Linked DNA regions of Muntiacus reevesi: region 1 is linked to region 2. The links are chromatin contacts, called in public Hi-C maps. All regions are on one chromosome and are shown on one strand. The core of a region is the stretch at or near the end of the contact, and the rest is flanking DNA. Distances in the headings are between cores, read along the strand shown.

Region 1 (7,736 bases), core at 3,232-5,731, 300 kb after region 2:
CTGTCAAAACCACTCCCGGAACTCCTCTCCCTCGAGTCCTCGCCGACCCCACTCCGCCCTGGGTCCCGTCGCCTCGACTCACTCTGTCAACTCCTCCCGCCCCGGTGCTCTCACCTCAGACCTGCTGTCACCACCCCGGGCCCCGCGTCGCCGCCGCCGCTTCCTCTCTCACACTTGCTCCCGAGTCGCTCTTCTGCCTCTTGTTCCCTGGTGAATACCTGGGTCCAGTCACTGAATGTCCGGTCCGGCAGTGCAGAGCCTCCGCCCGCGGTCTCCGCGTCGGGTCCCACTCTCGCACGCAGGACCCCAACGCCGCCGTCGCCACCGGGCGCCTCACGGACCCTCCCGCGGCAGCCGCTGCTGCTGTCCGAGGTGCGGCTCCTGCCAGGGGTGGCCAATCGCACCCGACTGCGCCGAGCGTGCTCCGCCCCACCGTCCCAGTCTGCCCGCCCCCTGCACCCGGCCACGCCCCTAGTCAGGCTCCGATAGGCTCTCTACTGACCTTCCCTGACGGTGGGGCACAGACTCGTGGTCGGATATAGGTACTTGATTGGAGGTGCCTGGGAAGCCGAGCGGTCGATGACTCCCGAGGATTGGTGGAGTTGAATGTGGGCGGGATAGGGAGGGGCGGGGTTTCCTCAGACGCGGAAGACCTTGCCTGTTCAGTTACCCGCTGGCCCGTCTGGGGTGGGGTCTGGCTTGTTTGTGCTGCGTCGGGGGTCAAAGTTCATGGCACTCCTTTCTGAGTTTTCTTGGGAGACTCCCAAAGCCTGGGGCCCCCTGGGGCTCCCTGGGACCACCTTGTTAGAGTCTTTGGGGTCCCCATTCCCCCGTTATACCTGGCACGGCTTTCTAAGTAATTCTGCCATAAATTGATAATGGCATTTATTCACTAAGGACTTCTGTTTCCTGAATTTAAACTCTCTAATATCTTTGTCTAGGGTGTTGCCCTTCCTTGCATTGCGTTCTAAGGACGTCAGTTTGATGCTGCTGGGGGGAAAAGAGTGTATATACTACATGCATACTCTGCACAACTAGGCACTCAACACTGATAGGTATAAGGACAAAGCTTAAGAAATCCTTAGTTTGTGGGTTATGATAATCATTTTGACAAGTAGGAACAGGAACTGTGTGCTAGGGGAACCCTTGCTAGCTTTAGCAAGACTTCAACATACTCTTTTTCAGGGCAACATGAAATGGTTTTAATGATTTTGTGGGAATTAATGGCCAAAATATAATGAACTTTGACCCAAAAGCAACCCGTGATAACCAGAGAAACCCATCTTGACCCAAGCGCCAAGAGGATACTTGCCAGGGGTGAAAGTGCATCCTATTAACTCAGAGTCATTCTTTATATTTTTGTGAAACTGGCTATGTTGATTAAATCAATTAAAACTAAAACCGCTACCTTCACCCCTAAACCCTAAAGTTTATGGACTTTGACAATTCAGCCTTTTGTGAAGACATTGTTTCATTTTAGGAACACAGTTTGTTCCTAAGCCTTATCAGATGTATACAGGACTTTGCTCTTACAAAAGTCTCCATCATTAACTCTTTTTTAACTCCTGCTAACAAAATTTTTCTAAACAATATTCAGGTTTTTCCTAGCATTTTAAAATCATTGCTGTGTGTTGTGTTAGTTGCTTGGTCGCGTCCGACTCTGCAACCCCATGGAGGTCCTCTGTAGCCCACCATGGTCCTTAGTCCATGGAATTCTCTAGGCAAGAATACTGGAATGGGTTGCCATTTCCTTCTCCAGGGTATCTTCCTGACCCAGGGATCAAACCTGTGTCTCCTGGATTGGCAGGTGGATTCTTTACCACTGTGCCAGTGGGGAAGGACGGCACAGTATGATTTAAAATCGTTATTTAAAGTAGTGCTCATTCCAATTAAGATCATACTGATCTAAGACCATACTTGCCATCCTTTCCCGCTGGCACAGTGGTAAAGAATCCACCTGCCAATGCAGGAGACTCAAGAGATGCAGGTTTGATCCCTGGGTCGGGAAGATACCCTGGAGAAGGAAATGTCAACCCACTCCAGTATTCTCGTCTAGAGAATTCCATGGACAGAGGACCCTGGTGGGCTACAGAGGACCTCCATGAGGTTGCAAAGAGTCGGACATGACTGAGCGACTAACACAACAACCACCAATTACGATGCTCCCTTTAAGATGTAATTTTGAGTGTTAGGGTATGTAACAAGGGTTTGGCAGGCCTTCCTCTAACATGAATTCTTATGTAGATATTGCCTGAGCCGTGTGACTGAGTGCCATTTTGGGAAGGGATGCAGAGATTTCAAGGTGGTAAAACTTGATTTTAAGGGAACTTGATTTTTAGAGGCCTAGGGAAAGACTGTCCAAAATCATATTAGACAACTGTACATGTTGGATAAGACTAAAGTCATGAGAGAATATTTTTGACTAGGTCCTGTTTCTTTATAAAGTATTTATTAGTTAAGAGCTCATCCTGAAAATGTGAAAGTGTTAGTTGCTCAGTTGTGTCCAACTCTTTGCAACTTCAGGGACTGTAGCCCCCTCCCCAACCCCCCCACACCCCAGGCTCCTCTGTCCGAGGGATTCTCCAGGCAAGAATACTGGAGTGGATAGCCATTCCCTTCTCCAGGGGATCTTTCTGACTCAGAGATTGAACTCAGATCTCCTGCATTGTAGGCAGATTTCTTTACCAACTGAGCCAGCAGGGAAGCCCAAGAGCTCAATATGGATAGAAAAAAAAGGGATAAGTTCACTATGCAAGTGTTCAGTTCTGTCTAGTTACATAAAAAAGAAAGGCATGATCATTAACAGATGCTGTTTGCAATTAAGTAGACAAAAGTAAACAACATAGACATGCCAGTATCTTGAAAGGAAACCAATTAGCAATGATATCAACTCTTTTTTAAAAAATCATTATATCATTGTATCAATGAACTCTGATTTCTAAAATGTTGGTGCTTTGTTTGGTGTTATTATTGCTACTGATGGAAACTCTAGTTGCTCAATATAGTTGATTACAAATAATTTAGATGTGACCCAACAGCATAAAAAAAGAAAATGACTTCATCCTTTGGACAAGAGACAGTCTTGAAGTTTTAGTTTTAAAATAGATGGTGGACCTACAGGGAGCCACGCGAATGCCTCTTACTTAGGAGCGTTAGAAGATCTCTGAACTTCTGGGAAGACATAACAGCATTCCATTCTGAAAATTTTTGAGTTTTGTTGGGAGGAAGAATCCGTCAGAAGTAGAGCCAAGATTTTATTTACAACAAAGCATAAAATAAGAAATGTTAAATGGGATGAGAAATAAAATTTTCTTTTTGAAAAGTCTCTATGGGGACCAATTCAGAGATAAATTTGGTCACAGAGGATCTGATATTGGGTTCCATCCTGGCTTTTACATCTGTGTTCAACTTTACTGCTTGTACATTATTTTTTTTTCCCTTTGGAGACTTGTTTAGTTGCTCAGTTGTATCTGACTGATTTGAGACCCCCTGGACTGTAGCCCGCCAGGCTCCTCTGACCATGCGATTTCCTAGGCAAGAATATTGGAGTGGGCTGCCATTTCCTTCGCCAGGAAATCTTCCTGACCCAGGGGTCTAACTCGAGTCTCCTGCATTGGCAGATGGTTTCTTTACTACTGAGCCACCGAGGAAGCCCTATGGAGATTTGGATGCAACATAAAGAATAGTGTTACTCTGGACAAACCGTTAAACATCTCTGGGCACTTTTATCCCTTTTCTTGCTACACACACCTGGATGAGGGACATCCTCAATTTGTTCATTAAGCAAAGCTTATAATACCATGTCTCCTTCTACTCAGTAATCACACAAATGAATTCATACAGATAATCAACTCTCTTGTTTTCCAAGTTACCAGCTAGCACCTTCCTTACCTGTGTCTAATTAATTTTCTGCAGGCACATGTTCCACTTGCTCTGTTGAGAATTGGTTAGCAAGTTCCTGGATTGGGAAAAATAACCTTTTAAAAAATTTATATTCTGAGAAATATGAGGCACCTGTACTGCAGAGGACCTGGCGGGTGACAGTCTAAACAAAGCAGGCTGGCCGTTACCTTTTTTTTTTTTTTTAAGGAAAACTGACAGCTCTTTTCTTATCTGTAAAATCGAGATAATACCGTACTGAGCAAACCTACACAAGCGGAAAGTCCTACCCACCGACTGGGAAAATAGAGTTTTGTTTGGCCCCAGCATGGAATATTAGCATCTTCGTTTTCATTTTAGTTCTTCAAAAGCTCTAAGCAGTCAGACGAGGAGCCGGGCTCCTTTTCTTCGGGATGATCACGCAAACTCTAAATGTCTAGGTTTCCCGACCTATAAACGGGATGGTTCATGCCATTCACCTGTTTAAGTTAGAGACCACCTCCACCTACGTAGCAGAGCCCTGGGCACCCTTTGCCTCCCAAGTCCCTAAAAAAGCATCTCTGGTTTTGGCTCCAGGCGCCGCCTGGTGGCTATTTCCGTAAGTGCCTCTGAGCTTTAGGGTCCTAGCCGCGGTCGGGCCTGCCCAAGAATTTGCCTAACTCGAGAGCCTATCTGTGCCCCTCCCCTCTACCCGTCGAGGATTTTAAAGACGGCGATGAAGGAGATGGCGTTACGGCGAAGAGGGCGACCCGCGGCCTCGTCACTCCCTCTAGGATGGCGGAGTCAGGCGGTCGTCAGGCAGCTCGCGACCCGGAAGTTGCTGCAGGCGCAAGGCCCCCGTTGCCGAGAGCGGGCGCGCGGGGCGGAGCTTGGCGAAGACGGGGAAGGGGTCGCCGGCGCTCCGGCTCTTGGAGTCGGCGGCTCCCTCAGGCGCTGCGACGCGGACGTGGAGCCTGGAGGGCGGGTGGCTGTGGTTCCCGGGGGGCACGCCTAGCTTCGGGCGGAGGCGACATGAGTGCTGCGGGGCTGTTGGCGCCGGCCCCGGCCCCGGCTGGAGCGCCGCCGGCCCCGGAGTACTACCCGGAGGAGGACGAGGAACTGGAGAGCGCCGAGGATGACGAGCGCAGCTGCCGGGGCCGCGAGTCGGACGAAGGTCCGCCTTCCCGCCCGCTGGGCAGCCCCGGGCGGGGGTGGGACGGCTGCGGGAAGGGGTGGGGCTGTCTGGGAGCGGGGCGGGGCGACTTCTGGAGCTTGGGGGTCGGCTGGAGGGGCTGCCCGGAGGAGCGCGGCTCCCGGAAGTTCCCGCGACCTGTGTTGGGGAAGGACTTGGTTGAGGACAGTTAACGCGGAGAGGGGCCTTAAGGAGCTGTTGTCAGAGCTTGTAGGTCCCTTTAAGGTTCTGCTCGTCTCCTCCCAGCTGTCTCCGTTTGAACTTCAGCTCTTCTCGGGTTCGAGTAAGAAAGCCGCCATTCACTAGGTCTACTGAGCACTCCTCGCCTTTTAGTTCCTGAGAGGATCTGAGCAAAAGCCCAGTTTAGCTTCCTAGTTACCAAGATGTCCCCCCGCCGCCCCGGGAAATGCTTAAGTCAGCCCTGCTTTGGGCAGTGCTGGACAGGTTGGTTAAAAGAAGGAGACCTGGGATCGGTCAGATCGAATTAGATCTCAGTTTGGCTCAGTGAACCCAGCTTAATGATATCAGGCAATTTACTTAAGCTTCTGAGTCTCAGTTTCTCCAACAGCAGTGGGGCTGGCAGCAGTACCTGCTTCCTAGCGTAGGTGCCAGGATTAAATGAGCTTCAGGCCTGAAGCAGATCTTCCCTGTTGGCTCAGTTGTAAAGAATCCGCCTGCCAATACAGGAGACACGGGTTCGATCCCTGGGTGGGGATGATCCCCTGGAGAAGGAAATGGCAACCTGCTTCATTTTGCTTGCCTGGGAAATCCCATGGACAGAGGAGCCTGGTGGGCTACAGTCCATGGGGTCGCAAAAAGAGCCAGCGAGGACTTAACAACTGAGCACACACACTGGCTTAAAGCATGTGAACTGGTCCTTGATAAAAATCCTCAGTGTTCACCATTGGGGAAACACGCTCAGGGAGCAGGAGATAGGGATTTGCTTAATGATGCTCAGGTGTTATTTTTTAAGTTTCACAGTGTTTATATTATCATTACTGAAGTTTGGCAAGTGTGAGGAACACTTTTTGAGGAACTGAGGAAGGAGCTGGCCGCAGGAGGAGAAAGGTGAAGAAGTTTTGAAAGGACAAAAGAGAGGAAAGAAGAGAGAGAAAGAGAAACATTTGGGTGGACTGGTATGGCTCAAAATAGCGCGGTGGAGCAAAAGCTAGAGCAGTTATCTGGAATCAGGAGTATGTTTTATTAATCATCTCACTGTGAGTGGCAGACAGGTGACCACTCAGGGTAGGCTCCTTCATTGAAGGAGGGAGGAAAAGTGGGATGGAGGGTTGGAACTGCAGCAGGCTTTAAAAAGGCAGCTGTGTGTGCAGATACAAAGTTGAAGGAACTTGCTACAATTCTGGTTGAACTACCTTTGAAGGCAAGGCTTAACCAAGAGAATTTGAAGATGAATCACTTGTATTGCTTTTAATGCCCACAAGGGGGAGCAGTGAAACAAAAATTGATTTTCGTTTCCCCCTCAAATGGGACTGTTGAAATCAGGTAGATAGTCCAGCCATTTGCTTATTCTAAAAACAGTGTTTAAAGTATTCTGAAACAGTTTCTGTTTAATTTTCTTGTCCCCTTCCTTCTCCCTTTGAAAATATTTCTGTAGTTAGAGTTCCTTTAGTTGGTTTGGATTCTCCTTTGTATATGTGTAGTCCGCCAGGCTCCTCTGTCCGTGGGATTTCCCAGGTAACAATACTGGAGTGGATTCTCCAGGGCATCTTCCTGACCCAGGGATCTATCCTCCATCTCTTGAGTCTCCTGCGTTGGCAGGCAGATTCTTTACCACTGCGCCATCTGGAATACGTGATGTAAAATCTCATAGGGATTCAAATTGGGCATATACCAAAAGAGGATGCATGTATTAGGTGGTTTGGAGTAGGAGCAAAGCTTGCTGCCTGTAGTTTTCCAGTCTTACACCCACATCTTTTTCTGAACTGCCAGTGTTTCTGCCAAAGTAACAGCCTTGACTGTGACCAGCTGTGTCTGATGCACCCTGTTCTCTGGCTGCACTTCAGATAAAGGCAGGCTCTTTGGATAAGTCTGGCTGTATATGAGTTGGAAATGGCGCTTTCTTGTTTCACTGATGGCTTCACACAGGTCTGCATTGAGTAGAAATTCATTTTTCAGAACTCTGTCAAGTGTCACTGTATCAAGTGATACCAACTCTATGAATTACGATTTTAACAAACCCTTATTCCCTAATTTTGCTCAGACACTGAGGATGCTAGTGAAACTGACCTGGCAAAGCATGATGAAGAAGACTATGTAGAAATGAAGGAACAGTGAGTATGATTTTTTACGTTTCTTCTTTGGAATACAGAATTGACAAGGCATCTTTAATGGTGGCCTAGTGTGTATGGTGGAGAAGGCAATGGCACCCACTCCAGTACTCTTGCCTGGAGAATCCCGTGGACGGAGGAGCCTGGTGGGCTACAGTCCATGGGGTTGCTAAGAGTCAGACATGGCTGAGTGACTTCGCTTTCGCTTTTCACTTTCATGCATTGGAGAAGGAAATGGCAACCCACTCCAGCGTTCTTGCCTGGAGAATCCCAGGGACGCCTGGTGGGCTGCCGTCTATGGGGTCGCACAGAGTCGGACACGACTGAAGTGACTTAGCAGCAGCAGTGAGTACGCATGACCACAGCAGCAGAGACCACGCATGTGGGTACAATTTCCC
Region 2 (7,252 bases), core at 3,122-5,621:
CCTTATTGGCTTGGCCCTGTGGAGTAATTTTGACCATGGTTCCAGTTCCATGGCCTGTCTTTGTTCCATTTTCCAAGCAGGGTTCTCCAGGATTCTTACTGATTGTGAGCTATCCAATATTTCATTGCTACAATCCTTTTCCGTTTATATCTTTCATCTACAAACTCTGCTCCCTTTGAGGCAAGGCATAGAGTCCACCCAAACTTCTTCCTTTATATATTAACTTCAGGCTGCTTATAAGATATGTGAGCTTGGAACTTACGTTTTCTCTCTTTCTCTTTGAAGTTACAGAACTTTGTCACTAGGAGAAAAGCTAAAGATCATCTAGTGAAACAATGAGCAAAGTAAAGAGAAAAGTTTCCCAGAGGCGCCTTCCCCACCCAACGGCATTTCCTCTTACATCTCATTGGACAGAACTGGGTCACATGTTACGCTTTAAACCAATCAGAGAACTAGGGTCACTGTGATTGGCTCAGCCTAAGGAAGTAGTCCAACTCTGGCTGAATATTAGAGCAACTGAGCAGTTTTTTAAGATGCCAATGCCTGCCTATGCCCTCTAGGCCAGACTAAATTGATCTGACTAGACTTCTGGTATTGGAATTTTGTAAAAAAAAAAAAAAATCCTGTGGTGCTTCTAATATCAACCCTCTTTCCAGTTCAGCCCCCCTAACCCCACCCATTTTACAAATCCCAATACTGAGACCCAAAGAGATACTAAGTTGCCTAAGGGACTGTGTCTTCACAGCAAAAACAGACACAAGCAAGACCACACACAGAGAGAGAGAGAGAGAGAGAGAGAGAGAGAGAGAGAGAGAAATGATATTTACTAAGACAGCTTTGTTTTTCCAAAATATGCATGTGAGTACCCATTCCTTTTCTTAAAAAGTGAAGTCCTGAGGAGCTCAAGGACTAAGAAGCAGTAGAGTGTAAGGCACTGTTTATCAAATCTGAGCACATCAGAATCCTCTGGAGGGCTTGTTACAATAGGGAGGGCTAAGCCCACCCCCAGAGTATCAAATTCAGTGCTTTTGGTTGGGGAGAGGGGGTAGATAATTAGCTTTTCTAACAAGTTCCCAGGGGCTGCTGCTGCTGCTGGTCTGGTGACTACACTAGCCACTAGCAGAGTGGCTAAGACTTTTGGTTATAGAATCACACCAATCTCCAGTTCTGCCCCTTACACCAAGTCAGAACATGGGCAAGTTACTTAACATACCAATAAAATGGGGTCAATAACATCAGAAGACTGGCCTTATGGAAACAACTAAATATGAACTTAGAATGTAAAGCAATCAGAACAGTGTCTGGCCCACAGCAACTGCCTAATGAACATTAGCTATTATCATTCATTCTTTCCTTCATCAAACAATTATAAATTGAGTCTTTCCTTTGAGAAATGCACTGTTTCAGGCACCAGGAGTACAGTGGTGAGGAAAGCAAAGCCTTGCCTTTCAATGAGCTTACAATGCACTGAGGAGGAGCATGATAGATGACCTTGTAAATATACAGTATGTTACACAGAGGGATTTTGCATTCCAAGCAAACAATATCAGTTGTACACAGAGCTTTGTGAAAACTTGGTCCAACCTTGTTCACATTTTCCAGCTTAAGGAGGCGGTGGCAATGTTTCTAATGCAAAAACCTCTTAGCAGCATGGCTCTTACCATGTCAGCTGAATAAAGCTCAGGTTATGGCTTTTTCAGTCAGGTTCTCCAGAGAAACAGAAGCAATAGTGTGTATGTGTGTGTGTAAAATTTGAACTTACACTTATATATAAAGAATGTTCAAATATAATTTGGGAATCCCCTGGCAGTCCAGTGGTTAGGACTCTGAGCTTCCACTGCACAGGGTTTGGGCTTGATCCCTGGATGGAGAACTAAGATCCCACAAGCCAAGTAACATGGCCAAAAAAAAAGTTTAAAAAAATATGATTTATATTTATACTTGTACTATATATTTATGCAGATTTTAAAATACTCTATTTTAAATCACTAAAATGTACTACACGAATTAAAGGACCAAAGGAATTGAAAAGAAAGCAAAACTTGCACAAAATCCTGACCCTGAGCACCTTCTAACATTTTTAACAAATTCCAAGTCCATCAAGATCAAGATCTTTGATACCGAGTGCTCTCTCTCACTTCTCCCATCCTCAGGAACAAGGAAAACAATAGCTCTAAGATGTATCATGACAGACCAGAGTAGATGAAAGAAATAACTTGCCTCCTCCCCCTGAATAGATCCAAGGTTGTCACTGATGCCCCAAGGATTTCCCCCAAATAATGCCACAGGCATAAGGATAAGACAGAAATTTGGCAATCAACTGTTCTTACTTAACTCTATGTTTACTGGGTGAGGAACTCCATCAAAAGCTATTAGAATTAATCAACCAGTTCAATGAAGCTGCAGGATATAAAATCAACATTTTATATACTAACAATAAACTATCAAAAAGAGAAACAGAGAATATAATCCCATTTCCAACTGCATAAAAAATAACAGACATGCATTTACAAGGAGATGAAACATCGATACAGTGAACACAACACATTGGTAAAAGAAACTGAAGAAGACACATATAAATTGAAAGATATTCTGAACTCACAAATTAGAAGAATTAATATTCTTAGAAAGTGCATACAACCCAAGGCCATCTATAGATTCAACACAAGCCCTAGCAAAATTCCAATATTTTCCACAAAAATATAAAAAAAGCAGTCCTAAAATTTGTATGGAACCACAAAGGACCGTAAGAGAAGAACCAAGTTGACAACATCACAATTCCTGATTTCAAACTTTATTACAAAGCTTTAATTATCAAAACGCTATAGTACTGGCATAAAAAAAAGACAGGCCAATGGAACAGAATCAGCAGCCCAGATACATATATGATCAACAAAGGAAATGGCAACCCACTCCAGTACTCTCGCCTGGAAAATTCCATGGACTGGTAGGCTACAGTCCATGGGGTCACAAAGAGTCGGACACGACTGAGTGACTTCACTTTCAATACTTGTCAAAGAACCAAGAATACAATACTCATTGGATAGTTTCTACAAAAAATTATGTTGGAAAAACTGGATATCCATATGATAAAGAATAAGGTCATTATACTAAATGAAATAAGTCAGACAGATGGACATTGTCATATCACAGCCCCATCTGACCCTCTTCTGATTCCCCAGGCAGGGACCAGGGTGAAGCCATAACTGTCATTTTATATTTACCCTCTGTCCCTCTATTCTGCTCCTAAAATGGGTGACAGTTTGGTAGTAAGAGGCAAGGAGCAGCTACTTCTAAATCAGAACACTTGTAATCCTGGGTCAGCCTCATCTCCTCTCAGGATTGTCTTTCTCAGCATGGCAAGAAAAGAGAAAAAGACACAGGGACTTCCCTGGTGATCCAGTAGCTAAGAATCCGAGCTCCCAATGCAGGGGCCTGGCTTCCATTCCTGGGTTCCACATGCCACAACTAAGAGACCACGTGCTGCAACGGTGATCCAACAGGTGGCAATGAAAATCTTGCGTGATACTACGTGCCACAACTAAAACCCAGCGCAGCCAAAACAACTTGATTACGGATATAATACACACTTATTGCTGGGAACTACAGACCAGCAAAAGGGAAAACAAAAGTGGTTCATAATCCCCTCACCTCAGGAAAAAATACTAACATTTTGATACCGATTCTCCTCCGCAGCTTCACGTCAGAGGGACCCTGTCCTCTACGCTTACTAACTAAGTTACACAGTTTTGTGTAAGTTCCAGTTACACATATTAACCTGACGGGAAGTTACTTATTATTTATTTTTTCTCTCTGGAGTTGTTTCTGGAGGTCGGTTCTGTAAATTTTGTTGGGTGAGGGGCACAGATTTGAGAGGCGGACTGAAGTTGGAGTTGTGCTTGGAGTTGTTTTTCAATTTGAAGTGCTCACCTCTTAGCTTTGGGGCCAAAAATATTTCGAGCCTTGTTTCTTATGGCATCTGTATTCAAGAACTAGTCGTGTAATTTGGGGTTGTTTTACCTCAGAATTTTTTAGCGCTGGCAGCTTTCCGTTCCTTTGAACGGTAACAGCTAGAACTTTGGTGACGACTGGAATTGGCTTTGGCCGCGAGACTTTAACTTGTAATGACGACTGGTGGCTGTAGGGGGTGGCCGTGCCTCTCCGGCGCGCGCTCCCTCTGGGTTAAGGACTCTGGTCCACACCCGGGAGGGCAGCTCCACACACTAGAGAAGGGCGGAGTTGGCGCGAGGCGTCCGGCCGGGCCTGCCGGCAACCAGGCAACAGGGACCTTAGCAACGGGGAGGGGGCGGGACCTAGGGAGGAAGTCCGAAGGCCACTAAATCTCGCGAGAGTTGCGTTTGCGCGCGAACTCTAAGTGCAGGGGTACCGGGGTCTGGTTGCGGTTGTTGCGAGGTGCGGGCCTCTGGGGTACGCGACAAGCCTACCGGTCACCATCATCACCCCGTTATGGAGACCTCAGCGCACAAGCAGCAGTATCCTGAGGCGGCCAAAATCAGAAACCTGCCCTGGTAGGAGGGGGCCCAGCTGCTGCGGGGAAGGGGATCGGCCGCGCGCGGAGGCGGTGGCCAGAGTGAGCAAGTGGGCCAGTCTCCAGCCCGACCTCGCCCCGCCGTTCCCGGACTTGAGGACGCACCACCCCTCAACTCCCCAGTCCCGCTCCATTCTATTTATAACTGGCTAGGTCTCCCTTTACCCGCAACCCTGGGCCCCCTTTCCTGTTGCGGAAGCGGAAAACGGCTTCCCCAGCTGGGTGACAACACAGAGGTTCGATCCCATGTCTTCTGACATTGCCTTGGCCTCTGTGGCAGAATATTCTCTCTTGCCAAAATAGCCTCTTCTCTTGGTGCGATTACTGGTCACATTCTAAGCTAGAGTAATGATGGTGATGACAGCGCTTCCTATTTAGCTTTGATCTCAGTGACGCACCCTGTTACATGTTGGAGTTTGGCAAAGACCCTAGGAAGAAGGTACTGTTATTCTAGCTCTACCAAAAGGTTAAATGACTTGCTTAAGGTCTAGAGTTGGAAAATAGGTTTGGATTTGAACCCAGGTGGTCCAGATTCAGAGCTTGCACTCTTAGCCAGTCTGCTTCCACAACTGTGTCTTAGTGTTGTTTTAAAGACTGATGTGATTTGGCTTGATTTTGGAAAACTCTTGTTTCTTTTCAAAAGTTTTCAAGATAATGAGTTCAGTTTGTTGTTACTATAGTAAAAATACATAACATACAATTTAAAGTTGTAACCATTTTAAAGTGTACAGTTCCTGGCATTAAGTGCATTCAGAATGTTGTGTGATCATCCACTATCTAGTTGCAAAATTTTTCATATACCTCAAATGGAAACAATATACCTATTGGCAGTCACTCCCCATTCCCCTCTCCCTCAGCTCCTGGCAACCACTAATTTACTTTCTGTCTCTGTGAATTTGCCAATTCTGGATATTTCATGTAACTTGAATCATACAATATGTAGTCTTTTGTGACTGGCTTCTTGGATCAGCAGTTTGTGTCCTTTTATTGCTAATAACATTCCACTGTATGGATATACCACCATTTATTGATCCATTCATCTGTTAATTTATATTTGGATACAGGTTCAATTTTGGATTAACTTTAGGTGCCCATCCAGTTTGAGATTATAGGCAGATAGCTGGAAAGGTGAAATGAGAGCAGTTTTTCAGCATTATTGACTTTTTAACCAGATACGGGGGGAGAGGGGGGGGCATGGCCAAGGGGGTTAACCTGTGCATTTCATGTTGAATAACTTCCCTGATGACTATCCACTAGATGCCAATAGCATCTTCCACCCAGTTTGACAGGGAAAAAAATCTAGATATTATCAAGAGTTCACTGGGGGACAAAATTGCCCCGAGTGAGAATCACTGGGTACAGGTTTTTGTATCTCTCTCTTCTTTGTTAGGATCTGTATGAAAGGATTCTTCTGCACATAACAAAATATTCTTGCCTTTATATATGTTGTAATGCATGCTACATTGTATTTTAGGGTTGAAAAATACCGGCCACAGACACTGGATGATCTCATTTCCCATCAGGACATCTTGAGTACTAGTAAGTATCCATGTGTCAGTGGCTGGTATCCTGGTTGAAGGACCTGGATATATTTCTTAGGGATGTTGTCTCTGCTGTAATAACTTTAAAGAATCTAATTAAGCTTTTTGGGATGTGGCTTTGACAGCTACGTCCTTCAGATTTTTCATTCTTGTGTGTGCCCTGGATTTGAACATAGAGTTGAAGTGGATTCAGCCCAACTCTGGCCCACGGTGAATGAAGCAACTCTGAGACTGATAGCATCTCTCCCCCCCCCCCCATCTTCAGTTCAGAAGTTTATCAGTGAGGACCGCCTGCCGCACCTCCTTCTGTATGGTCCTCCAGGGACAGGAAAGACATCCACCATCCTGGCCTGTGCTAAACAGCTGTACAAAGATAAGGAATTTGGCTCCATGGTCTTGGAGGTAAATGAGATTACCCTTAACTTTCAAAGGACTCTGGTCTTTAATTTTAGTTCTGCTAGCTTTGTTTTCCTTTACAAGTTAGTTGCCCTGCTGGTGGTTGGGAAAGAAGCAGATATACAATATTTCAGTTCACTTTTCCTATAATTGACATTTTTGCCTAGAGATTTTTGGTGTAGCTAGAGGGCAGTGGTAGGGCCAGGTGTTTTTGTTTGCTATTGCCAACTTTCATTCAAACGCTCAGTGGTCACTCTGTTGCTAGCCGTCTTCTATGTGCCCTTCTCCATGTTGCTCCACACTGTTCTTGTCCTGGAAGACCTGGGCTGTGTTGACGACAAGCTCTCTTGCCCTCTGGCTCCTTTTGGGTTTGACCAGTAGGGACCCTGGCAGAAGTTGGGGAAGAATGATGCCTGATCCAGCCCTGGGTCACCACAGATGGACAGTGTCCCCACCCACAAGGCATAGCACCCAGCATTCCCCAGGAGCCAGCACCACTCCCCCACCAACCCCTTAAGACTTGGGAGTGGTAATGGGCCCCAGTAGCCCATAAAGTATTGCATAGCTCTTGTGTGTTCTCCCACACCTCACAAGCACCTTTTAAAATATCTTCATTTTATTCTCTTCAAATTACTGAATTTGAGTGTGCTGTTTACTGCTGGGACATGACTGATCCACTTAGATTATGAAATTCTAAATATTGTCTATTGTAAGAAAAAAAATGGTTTAACTTACTTTTTTGTTATAGATCTTAGAATCTTGCTGC

What was found. A called contact is a pair of places that touch in the nucleus more often than the background predicts.
Region 1: a Hi-C map of muscle shows a contact between it and region 2, with 10 times the contacts expected there. The contact joins the promoter of SUDS3 here to the promoter of RFC5 in region 2. A contact is called at or near these places in 2 of 3 Hi-C or Micro-C datasets (blood and muscle).

What each region holds. Positions count from the first base shown.
Region 1 is chr13:16,555,961-16,563,696 of mMunRee1.1, forward strand. SUDS3 (SDS3 homolog, SIN3A corepressor complex component) reads left to right here and starts at 4,482. Exons shown (of 13, transcript XM_065904311.1): 1 at 4,482-5,032; 2 at 7,272-7,341. The coding sequence starts at 4,654. It overlaps TAOK3 (TAO kinase 3), which reads right to left and starts at 381. Exons shown (of 21, transcript XM_065903878.1): 1 at 219-381.
Region 2 is chr13:16,252,891-16,260,142 of mMunRee1.1, forward strand. RFC5 (replication factor C subunit 5) reads left to right here and starts at 4,372. Exons shown (of 11, transcript XM_065905051.1): 1 at 4,372-4,529; 2 at 6,024-6,088; 3 at 6,356-6,492. The coding sequence starts at 4,468.